Regions from separate parts of the Zea mays genome. Here all the other regions are linked to region 1. The links are chromatin contacts, called in public Hi-C maps. All regions are on one chromosome and are shown on one strand. Each heading gives the region's core, a stretch centred on a gene start, on an enhancer-like site or on the middle of the called end of the contact. The rest is flanking DNA. Distances are from core to core; before and after follow the strand shown.

What was found. A called contact is a pair of places that touch in the nucleus more often than the background predicts.
Region 2: a Hi-C map of leaf shows a contact between it and region 1, with 10 times the contacts expected there. The contact joins the promoter of LOC100382028 here to the promoter of LOC100304415 in region 1. A contact is called at or near these places in 10 of 25 Hi-C or Micro-C datasets (bundle sheath, ear, endosperm and 3 more) and 1 of 3 datasets of contacts at active chromatin or transcription factors (seedling).
Region 3: a contact with region 1 is called in a Hi-C map of ear, with 2.6 times the contacts expected there. The contact joins the promoter of LOC541717 here to the promoter of LOC100304415 in region 1. A contact is called at or near these places in 4 of 25 Hi-C or Micro-C datasets (ear, leaf and tassel).

The regions. Positions count from the first base shown.
Region 1 is chr1:39,330,861-39,334,874 of Zm-B73-REFERENCE-NAM-5.0, forward strand. LOC100304415 (splicing factor PWI domain-containing protein) reads right to left here and starts at 1,999. Exons shown (of 12, transcript NM_001349016.1): 1 at 1,855-1,999; 2 at 1,660-1,749; 3 at 1,377-1,499; 4 at 129-296. The coding sequence starts at 1,875.
Region 2 is chr1:39,667,957-39,671,970 of Zm-B73-REFERENCE-NAM-5.0, forward strand. LOC100382028 reads left to right here and starts at 1,786. Exons shown (of 7, transcript NM_001174793.1): 1 at 1,786-3,201; 2 at 3,543-3,764. The coding sequence starts at 1,912.
Region 3 is chr1:39,611,869-39,615,882 of Zm-B73-REFERENCE-NAM-5.0, forward strand. LOC541717 (sigma-like factor2B) reads left to right here and starts at 1,706. Exons shown (of 6, transcript NM_001111454.2): 1 at 1,706-1,956; 2 at 2,074-2,607; 3 at 2,717-2,947; 4 at 3,018-3,158; 5 at 3,340-3,537; 6 at 3,630-4,014. The coding sequence starts at 1,768. The coding sequence ends at 3,923.

The DNA.
Region 1 (4,014 bases), core at 749-3,248:
ACAAAAACAAAAACAAAAACAAAATTATAAACTCCCATCATAGTATCTGAATTAGTTGAAGATAGCATATTCAATGTTGGACCAGCCATATGGTGATGGCGAACTAGTATATTTTTATTGAAACAAACCTTTTTCTGCTGTATCTCAGCCTCTTTTTCATCCAGAAACTGTTGAGGCACCCCACTGGCATTCTGCTGTGCACTGAGAAGGAGGGTCCAGAGCTCCCTCATGAACTTCACTGTGTTCTTCTCCATGAACCCTGTCAGCTGGATCTGAATCTTCTTTCCATCGGCTTCCTACCATTAACAAACCAAAAACATAAACACACCTCATAGTCATAAGCTATCATCTTTGATAAAGACAATTAATGTTTAAAATCAGAAAAAACAATCCAGCTATCTGCACTTTGACTTAAGCTATCATCTTTGATAAAGACAATTAATGTTTAAAATCAGAAAAAACAATCCAGCTATCTGCACTTTGACTTCAGCTAACATCAACAAAAATCCAATTCTACAGCTGAGCACTATTGGATTTCCAGATCAGTCAAGAAATACAACCTCTGAAGTCTGAACATAAAGATAGATTTGTCATCAGGCACAAGCAACTGTTCCAAGACACAGCATGGGGCATTGTGTGGCTACAAGACAACTAAGGGCCTGTTTGGCAACAATGTTTTTCAAAACCATGGTTTTACAATACTATACTTTGCAATTGTCATGACAATACCACAGTTTTGACAGCTCTAAAAATACCATGGTTTTGAGAAACGTTGTTTGGATACAACATTGTAAACCATATTAGGCAAAAGCTAGCCATACCATGAAAACTTTGGGTTGGAGTGGAGTTTCCGATACTCCAAAAATACCATGGTATCTAGAAGACCATGGTTTTGAAAACATACTTTTCAAGAATGCAACCAAACACCTCATGACATAAAATACTACGGTATTGCCCAAAACCATGGTATTGGATAGAAAGTTAGAAACTGTAAAAATACTTTACGCCCATACAGGCCCTAAGTTTTTGTTGGAACTTTGTGAAACTAGAAATTCAACAATATTATCTTCGCATGATTAGTACGAATCTCAGGTTTGATTTAACTCCTGAACTAAACCATAATACCACGCAGTGTTTCAGTTCTAATTTTCTGAGCTAGACCACAAGATGACTGATATGTAGTTTCTGAGTAGACTGAATCCACCCTATCCTGACAGCCCTATGTCCACCAGGTTTCTAACTGCTTTTTGAAGAACCAAATTCAATCAAATTTGATACCTGCCGAGCAACATGCATGCACAATTCAATAAGAACAGTATATACAAACAACATTGCTGCACTTGAATAACCGTCTCTCCAGTACAAATAGAAACCACCTTCTCCTCGAGGAGGCCATAAATGAAGTTGATGAGAACTTCGTCCTCGAACCCAAGGAGCTCAGTGACCCGCTTAGCAATCCAGGGCTTCATCACGTCCATCTTTACCTTTGACGTATCCACCTACCACACCAAGCACAAAATCACCGAATCAGAGGAAGCCCTTGCAGACATCAGCTATATATCACTAAAGTATTGTGTGCATTACTATATATCACTAAAGTATTTTGCGCATTACAGCCTAATTGAGAAACGAAGAGTATGAGTGAAAGAACGAACTGACCAGATGGTCAAGCTCGGGCGCGAACTTTTGCGTCTTGAGCAGCTTGGCTTGCTTATTCGAGAAGCGCGTGTCCTGGTCAGCGGACGTCCCCTGCGAGAAAAAAAAACGTCAATCAACGAATAACAGATCTGGCGAGAGCAACGGCGACCAGACAAGCGCGCGCTAGGTAGATCGGGCAACAAGCTCGGGAGTTACCCGGAAGAAGCCGCCCGACATCTTGGTTGACGCCGATGCCGCCGCCGCCGAGGGAGGGGACGGGGGTTGAGTGGACAGTGGAGGGGGGGCGCGGGTGACTAGGGTTCCAAGGCGCCCGCGCCGCGAATGCGGGTTGGGAGGGTAGGCGACGAGACGAGGTGGGGTGATACAGGGGCCAGCACGAGACTACGTGAGGACGTGGGGGTCTATTAGGCAGGCTTCCTCTACGTGGGCCAAGGCCTGGGCTTTTCCAGTTCCTAGCCCGTTTGCCGTTTGGGCAGTTTGCGAGCGTTGTGTCGTTGAACTTGTGTTTCATTGGACTTCACCCTCCCCTAACGTTCGTGTACGAATCCCTACTATTATTAAGAGACCAAAGTGGGTGTTGGCGCGGCCAATGCCCTCACCTCGCCTCCGCATCAGAGTCTGCCATGTGGTCCCGCCTCGGCTTTCCCTTTGCGCAACCACGCCCCATCGTCCTATCGTCCTATTCATCCACCGACCCCGCGCGCCCACGCAACCGCGCTCAGTGCCCCCTGGGACCGCTCGCCCCGCGTCCCACCAGACGCTCCAGCCGTGAACGCCCCGTTAGCCGCGACCACCGCCCTACTCCCTCTCTGCATGTGTATGCCTCCGCCTCTCTATACGTCGGAGCAACAAACCACCCCTGACGCCCCCACCCTCGACTGGAGCCCGCCCCCGTCGTAACCCCCGACCGTGATCAGTGGCGGACCTAGAATTTTTACATAGGATGTGCCACAACAAATTTTTCATGTAGATTTCTATCTAATATACATATAATTTCATAGTAAATTTGGTAAACAACTTGATATATAGATATAAAGTTTGACACTCAACAAATAAACATGAAAATTGCATACATTAAACATAAAGATTGCAATAATACTACTTATCTAGTCTGCGCTTCCTCAACACCATAGAAGTTTCAATTATATCTTCTTCATTCACTTCAAAGAAAATATCCCTCTCGATGTATGTAACAAGACAATCATCCAAAAGTTTATCACACATCTTGTTTCTCAATTTAGTCTTCACCAAACTCATTGCAGAAAATACTCTTTCAACACTTGTTGTCGCCACCGGCAAAAGCAATACCAATTTGAGAAGCAAATAAACCATATCAAACACCTTATGTCTCTTTGTTTCAATAAGCTTAACTGAGAGGTCCACAAGAGTAGTTATGTCTTTGAATCTATCATCTTCTCTTATGCCATCAATACAATTGTCAAGTTGCAAGTCAAGTTTTAACAAGTCAGTGCTTGACATGTCATCAGGATAGAAATCAGCTAGCTTTCGTACCTTGTGTGCATCAAAAGAAGCAAAAGAGTTGGAAGGATCTAAGGCTGACATACAAGAAAGCAGCTCCATATTAGCCTCACTAAACCGACTATCAAGCTCTAGGCTAATTTGAACAATGACCCCAATATATACTTCTCTTTTGAAGTGGTCATCATTGGTTTGCTTATGAACAAATCGTGATGATCTTCCATAAGGCTTATAATTTCCATCCATAGTAGGAACTAGGATATCATGTTTGTTGCAAAATGAAGTGATTCTTTGAAGGAATTGATCCCAACCATCAAGCCTTAATTGTTGCATTCTTCTCTTTGCCACATTAACAAGTGAAATTGCATTAATAATATCTTACTCCCTTCTTTGCAAACACACTGATAAATCATTTGTATATCCAAGAATAACAAACATTAAGTGTGCATCAAAAACAAAGTTAAATGACTCAAATGCTCCAAGCATAGAATGTATCCTTGTCCAATCACTTCTAATTGTAGTATCCTCTCCAAGAATCATGAGAACATCTTGGATTACAGGATACATAGTAATTATGTTGCATATAGTTTTGTAATAAGAGCCCCATCGAGTCTCACCAGGCTTAGGCAACCCCATCTCTTGATTCAATCCTCTCTAGGTTTCAAGTTCACCACATTCAAGTGATTTCATGAGATTCTCAATTCTAGCATTGTTGGGGGCCTTCGTCTTCCGAAGGTCCTCAAAAAACATGACTAACATGTTTTCCAAGTATAATATATGTACAGGAACCTTCGGACATGGATGAAAACGCACATAATATGAAGAGTGCGGTTTGGGGGAAGGATGAACCAGTGCCGAAGCTACCCATGAAAAAGC
Region 2 (4,014 bases), core at 536-3,035, 340 kb after region 1:
TTAATTTTCTAATTGACTCTTCTAACCCTTCAATCTGTTGTTTCATTTGATTCTGCTGATGATCTACATACTGTTTAATAAATTGGATGTCGTCGGGTTTACTTACGTTGGGGACTTGAAGCGAAGATAGAAGAGATGCGACGTCGGTCTCTCCATGTTTGACAACTTTCTGGTGGCGATCCACCGTGTATTGTGATAAGAATTTCTCCCTCGCTTGACGCATGTAGTCCTCGTATTGCTGTTGCTCATCGGCCGTCAGACTTTCAACAGTCGGCTTCAGGATATTGTCCGGGGAGATATCGGTGTGATCTTTAGAACCGGCCATTTGAGGGCCTGATTTTTAGTAGATCTAAATACCTTCCCCAGCGGAGTCGCCAAAAGTATGTTGGTGCCTTTTTGGGGGCGCCAATCACTCAATACGAACCGTGACGGTGCTCTCTGCACAGGCGCGGACGGTTCGCGGCCAGGGGCCGGACGGTCCGCGACCTGGAACAGAGGCTTGGGTTCCCTGCCTGACGGCCGGACGGTCCGCGCCCTGGGGCCGGACGGTCCGCGCCCTGGGGCCGGACGGTCCGCGCGTGCGCAGGGGTGGCGAAGGTCACCGGCGGCGCCTGGATCTCGCTCCCGGGAGGGACCCCGTCGGGGAGGAGAGATCCTAGGGGTTGTCTAGGCTCGGGCCGGCCGACCTAGACTCCTCTAATCGGCGTAGAGCCGAAGAGAAGCGGAGAATTTGGGAATTGGAATACTAAACTAGAGCTAGACTAGAGCTACTTCTAATGCATAAGGTAAAAACGAGAAATAGACTTGAGTTAATAGATTGTTGGGGGTTCAATCGGCCATAGCCCTTCATCTATATAAAGGGGAGGTCTGGATCCGCTTCAAACTGATTTCCGAGTTAATCCCGCGTTTTTAGGTAATAAATCCCGTGAGAAACTAGGAACCCTAACTGATTCTGCGCACGCGCGGACCGTCCGCGCCGCCACCGCGGACCGTCCGGCCTCAGAGCCGGACCGTCCGTGCGTCACTTTTTGGTTTCCAACACATCCAAGTCTGCTTGTTTTATCCTCTGCACGCATGATTAGAAGAGTAGGCCTTCAAAACTATCGTCTACATATGTGGCACTTGTTCAGGTGTATTGTGCTTAGGTTTTTGAGGAGCATTGTCGTGATTGCTCACTGATCGGATGAGAAGATTGCCTTCTTCCTCTTCTTTCTAATAGATAATTGATCTTCTTCTTGGTTGATGCACGAGGGACACTTTCACTCTCTACATCGACTATGGACCACTACTTCGAGCTGCACATGATGTAATTTTATCTATAAATTTGTTAAACTCGGTATGTTTTTTGTGATGATCAATATTTTATATGTATATGTTTGCTAAATTTGTAAGTAGTAATATTTCACACGTGCATATATATATGACGTCATCACTACATTATCGTATTTAAATTAAATTAAATATAAAATATTCATACTCCCGAAATTTTCTTTCAAGTCACGGAATAAGCAATGAGCAAGTTTTTGCAGTTGATTCTGCTAGTTTGCGAACCCTATTTTTTAAGGGATTTTTATTTTTCTAAGAAAAAACAGTTTATTTTACTTAGAAAATTAGATTTTTTTAAAAAAAATTGAATTCCTAAACTAAGCCCAAAAATGAATAGAAAAGGAAAAAAAAAGCCCGTCAAGCGACAGGGCTCGTTTCGGAAGTAAACACGCCATCACGGCCCGCCGTGCGAGTTAGCCACGCCGCTGCGCCCACGGACTGCAGCAGCTAAACCCTCAACAGAAAGCTCGAAATCTGGGGTGCGAAGGATAGGAGAGAGGAGACCCCTCCCCCTCCCCCTGCCCCTCCTCGTCCTCGGACCTTCCCCCCTCGTCGACACCTACCCTCACCGCATCCGCGGTCGCAATGGCGCTAGCCTCCCAAGGCATCACCCTGCGTTCCCCGCCAGCGGGGTCCGGGGGCCACAGCGGGAGGCGGTCCTCTTCCGTGCCCGCCGCCGCGGCCCCGCGCGGCTGGGGGCAGCCCCACGCGGGGCAAGCCTTATCCATCTCGCCCGCCAGGTACGAACCAGCCGCTCGTCCACCATGGCGAGGCTCCCTCGCTGCCGCCATACGTGCCGCTGCCTCGGCCGGTGCGCACCACGGCAGCGACCCGGTCCCTGCCGAGCCCAGAATCGAGCTCCCCGCGATATTTACCGTCTTCTCCGAGGCCGCTAAGACCGGCGCTGCCTTCTTCATCGCCTCGTCGAGCGCGGCCTTCCTCCTCGGCTCGTTTGGGGGGTTCGGAGGCGGCGCTGGGGGTCTCTTCGGCGGCGGTGGTGGAGGGGGTGGATGGGGCGCGGGGGGTGGTGGTGCCGGTGGCGGAGGGGGTGGAGACTTCTGGTCCTGGCTGTTCTCCGCCGGTGCGGCGAACGCGGACGACAAGTCATCGGGGGATTGGGACGCGCACGGGCTCCCCGTCAACATGACGGTGCCGCTCACGAAGCTGAGCGGGCTGAAGAGGTACAAGCTGTCTGAGCTCAAGTTCTTTGACCGGGCAGCTGCCGGCGGTGGCGCCTACACGGGGCCAGAGGATTCCTTCTTCGAAATGGTCACACTGCAGCCTGGTGGCGTGTACACCAAGTCGCAGCTGTTGAAGGAGCTTGAAACACTCGTTTCCTGTGGCATGTTCGAGCGGGTTGATCTGGAGGTGAAGCCCAAGCCAGATAACACAATTGGGCTCACAGTCTCCTTTGTGGAGAGTGTGTGGAGTGCTGCAAAGCAGTTCAAGTGCATCAATGTGGGGCTTATGTCACAGTCAGGGCAGGTTGACTTCGACCAGGACATGACAGAGAGGGAGAAAATGGATTACCTCCGCAAGCAGGAACGCGATTACCAGCAGCGTGTAAGGGGTGCCAAGCCCTGCATCTTGCCAGAAAATGTACGTGGAGAGGTGCTGGGAATGATGAAGAAGCAGGAGAAGGTGAGCGCCAGGATGCTGCAGAAGATCAGGGACCATGTCCAGAAATGGTACCACAACGAGGGTTTCGTATGCGCACAGGTTGTTAACTTTGGAAACCTTAACACCAATGAGGTTGTCTGTGAGGTGGTTGAGGGTGACATCACCAAGGTGGAGTACCAGTTCCAGGATAAGCTTGGAAATATTGTTGAGGGAAATACCCAGCTTCAGATCATAGACCGTGAGCTGCCCCAACAGGTATACCAATTAAAACCACTAACTAAACATATTACATTGATTATCATATGGTAATGCTTGCGACATTCTGTATTCACTAATATAACTCAGTGATGAGTTGCACACTAGGATACATGGATTATAACAATTGAAATATCATATAGCATGCAAATGTACTTGCACTCAGTGTAGCCGTTACTTGTGATTCTTCTGGTCTTGTGCTCTCTATGATGTTGTTTGACGTGTAACACAAATATTTGCTCTCAATATATTTTACTAAATTGTCATTGTCCTGACATGAATTTTTCCCAACATTTTTGTGACTTCAGTTTTTAATCTGTGACACTACTAATCTTCTACAGCTTCGACCTGGCCACATCTTTAACATTGGAGCAGGGAAACAGGCTCTGAAGAATATAAATTCACTTGCTTTGTTTTCAAATATAGAAGTTAATCCACGTCCTGATGAGACAAAGGAAGGGGGCATAGTAGTTGAAATTAAGCTTAAGGAACTGGAACCCAAGTCAGCTGAAGTAAGCACAGAATGGAGTATTGTACCTGGGCGTGAAGGCCGGCCAACTTTGGTAATGTACCTATTTATTTGGATTTATCTGTTTCTTCTGGAACCTCTCTATAAAAGGAATGGTGGATCTAGGATTTTACCACCTAGGGCTGGATTCATGTGTCTCAGAAGATTGTAGAATTCTTTGAACTTATCTTCCAGTTTGAGGATATTTCTATTAGATATTTTTGTGCTGCACCTAGGGCCATAGAACTAGTTTCTGTTGGTGCAGCTCCTCCACTGTATATAATTGCTAGGCTACACTATTCCAA
Region 3 (4,014 bases), core at 456-2,955, 280 kb after region 1:
CGGCTTTAAGGCCGTGGGAGGTGAGGAAATAAAGCAGCGGAATTGATTGACATTGGTGCGCTACGAAATGCCAGAGAAACGTACTGCTATTATTGGTGACGACTGTTATGGCGGAGGATACGAAATAGTCGCGACAGTTACTGGTGGCGCGTGAGAGAGAGGAGGAATGAAGGCAGGAAACTTGTCTCTACGCGGTCGCGAGGTGTTTTATAGGCTCAGAGGGCAAACAGCACCGGGGAAGGGGAGATGAAGGGCATCGAACTCCATTAATGGTCGGAACCACCATCAATGGCGTGGTCTGTGGGGAGGAGTGAAAAATGACAGATAAGTGGGGGAAGGTGAAGGGGGAGAGGCGAGCTGGGGTTGCAGTGATGTTCCACGGGCACGGGGCAGCTCGACGCGGAGGAGGGCCGGCGGCGGTCAGCAATTCCACGATGTTTCCCACGGGAAGAAGAAAGTGAGATGAAAAGGTGAGAGAGAAAATGACGTGTGGGACCCATATGCAAGGGAGAGTAGGAGATGTGGGGAAAGGGGACGTGTGGGCTTCAAAGGCTGAGCCAAAAAGGCTAGGCAATCGTCGGCCATTTTCCTTTTGTTTTATTTTTTGATTTTTTTTAATTAAGACGGTATACACATATAACTATATATTTAAATATTAAAAATATTATAATAAATTCACACATAATTTGTTTTACAAATAAAGTACCTAAGTTAAAAATACATAATTTTAAGGCAAATTCCATTAAATAAAATGTGCTTCACCAAAATCAATAAAAGTGATATTCTTGCAAATACAAAATGATTAACCATATTAAAATACATGTTTTCCTAAATATATCTATCTTTAACAATTCAACATTATTTTATAAAATGAGATTTTTCTCACAAAACTATATCCAAAAATTGGATTTGTAAATCAAATCAAACAAAATATATGCCTCGATATGAATGCATCAAACACTTGGTAATATTTTATTTATTCAAACTTGTTTAATTTATTTCTATCACCAATTTTATTAATTGAAAACATAAGTATTTCTCTTATATATTGGTAGTTAATAATTCAAACTAAGTTGTTTTCATTTGATGGATTTAGGGTGTTACATAGGCATTGGCCGAACCACAGTAAAAATTGTTGTATTACTTGTCCATTTACTTTTTGCGATTACTGTCTTTTTTAAGTTCTTTGCTTTCTTACAATATTGCTTCTAAGTTTAATACTTATCTTAAAGGAGCAATCAAAAGAAGAGTTCTCGCTCCATCTGTCGTCTCATCCTAACTTGGTTCTGACTAACACTTATTACAAACTAAATTTGTGTTGTTTACAGTTAATTTTTGCAGAATCATCTATTCGCCAATAGTATTGGCGCTGACCGCGTGGCCATCTCATCGGTACAGACGACATCTAGTCTCCAGTGCAATTGACGCTAGATGTGTGATGACATCGACCTTTGAAACACGAAAGAACATATTTGTGAATAAAAACCCAAAAAAACCAAATTGCAGAGAGAGAGACGGAGGAAGGATCAAACACCACCCCCTCCGTGGCCGCTTCCTATTCCGCGCGATCTCATCCCACCCTCTCTTATCCACTTCCTCCTCCCGCCCGCGACGCCCGCCTCTCTCCGCGCCCATGCTCGTCCACGCGTTCACTTCCACCGCCACGCCGCAAAGAAGAGAGCTAACTCCTGAGCTAGGAATGCTCGTTTGGCCGCGACCCCTGCGACGCGCATTTGTTGAGAGGCGGCCTACTACGAACTACCGTCGATGGCGTTCCTCGCGCCTCCGCAGTTCAAGTGGCCCCTTTCCACCCGTGCGGCGGCGGTGTTCAGGGAGCCCACCGGCGGCGCAGGCTCCCGCCCCAGTCGGATAAACTGTTCTTTCTCCTCCACGGCAGTCGTCGATGCAGAGTGCTTATCCGTCGGGCCGCCGCCTTCTCCTCACCGAACGCTTCCGGTAACGTCTGTCTCCACCCCATCCGCCTCAGCTCTGTGGCTGCAAATCTCAGTACGGGTTGGAGAGGACCGGCAAATTTTTGTAAACTGTTCGTCTCCCTTCGATTGCCTCAACCAGGGCTGTTTCGGTGAGGCACTTCTTAACAAGGAGGCAGTGGTGGCGGCCGCGGCCGCGGAAGCCGTCGCTCTGGCTCGCGCAGCGGCCGAGGTCGCCGGAGAAGTCGCCCGGATGGCGCAGAATGATCACCCGGCTGCCTTACCGCCGCGCGATGACACGGTGGATAGCTTCCTGTCAAGAGAGGTCCTCCGCTCCGAGGTGGGGCTGGATGCCAGGCGCGCCGGGCTCGTCGAAATGCTGGAGGGCGAAGAGCACAGCAGCATTTTCAGCGACGAATCCGAGGATGACGATGATGGCGGGCATAGCATAGCCGTAACGGTGAAGTCGGCGCGGCGGTCCGAGAGAAGGGCTCGGAGAGTGAGGGCAGCGATGAAGACGGCCAAGTGTTCCAGCAGCATGAAGCCCGTTGGAGCGTCCTCCACAAGGAGGAAACGGTTGAAGGGTTGCCTGACTCCTCTCGGGTGCTTGTACAAGATGACCGGCCCGAGGCTTCTGACGGCGGAACAAGAAGTCGAATTCTCAGAAGGCATTCAGGTAAATTAAGCTTAATTACTTGTGATCTCTTAACACGCGAGAGCTTAAAAGCTACCATCACGTACGTAAGAGCTTAAACACGCATGGCACGCACGATGAACGTACGCAGGACCTTCTGAAACTGGAAGCCATCCAAAAGGAGGTTGCGCAGTATAATGCTGGTGAACCAACGTTTTCCCAGTGGGCGGCAGCAGCCGGGACCGATGAGAACACTCTGCGGAGACGCCTGAATCATGGAGTCTACTGCAAGAACAGGATGGTGAAATCTAACGTGCGGCTTGTAATCTCGATTGCAAAAGAACACGAAGGCCCCGGGATGGAGTTCTCTGATCTTATTCAGGTGCCGTACATGCGCTCTTCCTGAAACAAGATCGTTGCACATTCTCATTTCGTTGTGTTTCATGTGGCAGGATGGAATGCAAGGCCTGATAAGAGGCGCGGAAAAGTTCGACGCTTCCAAGGGTTTTAGATTCTCCACTTACTCTCACTGGTGGATTAAACAAGCAATACGCAAGTCCGTTTTAGAACAAACCCAGATAATCCGCCTGCCGGTATGTCCTTGTCCTCTTCCTTCATGCATGTACTTTCACCGTTTGGATTTCCTGATACTGCTGCTGTCGCCTACATATGGGAGCTAATTCTGCATTCTTTTACCTGGCATTACGAACGTGAGCTCAATTTTGATTCTGTAGTAATACTGTACCCAGAGCATTTGTTTCGCTTGTTATGTAGGCACACATGGCTGAAGCGAGTTCCCGAGTGAAGGAATGCTGCCGGCGACTCGGCCGTGAGCTGAAACGGCTCCCCAGCAACGAAGAGATCGCGGTGGACACTGGCATGACGATCCGGCGGGTGGAGGCGGCCATGAGCCTCCCGAAATACAGCGTGTCCTTCACGAGCAAGGTCGGGTGCACGGACGTCACGTACCAGGTTTGTTCATCCTTCATGTAGGGAGACGCTACATGACACTAAGAGTGACGCCTGAATCTGACGGCCTCCGCTTCGCTTCGTCGATCCGGCAGGAGATCATGCCGGACACGAGCGCCGAGACGGCGGAGGAGACGCTGCACCGGTGGCTGATGAAGAAGGACGTGAACACGGCGCTGGACAGCCTGAGCCCGCGCGAGAAGCAGGTGATGCGGTACCGGTTCGGCATCGAGGGCGGGCGGGCCAGGACCCTGCACGACATCGGGCAGCTCATGGGGGTCAGCCGGGAGCGGATCCGGCAGATCGAGCTGGGCGCGTTCCGGAAGCTGCGGAGCAAGAACAGGTTGCAGTCGCTGCAGCACTACCTGCGGCCGGCGGAGAGCTGGTAGCCATGTCAGGTGCTGCGCTACGACTACGATACGACTTCGACGAGACCATAACCCGCATCGTTGCACATGGCTTTCCATGATGTATGTATGT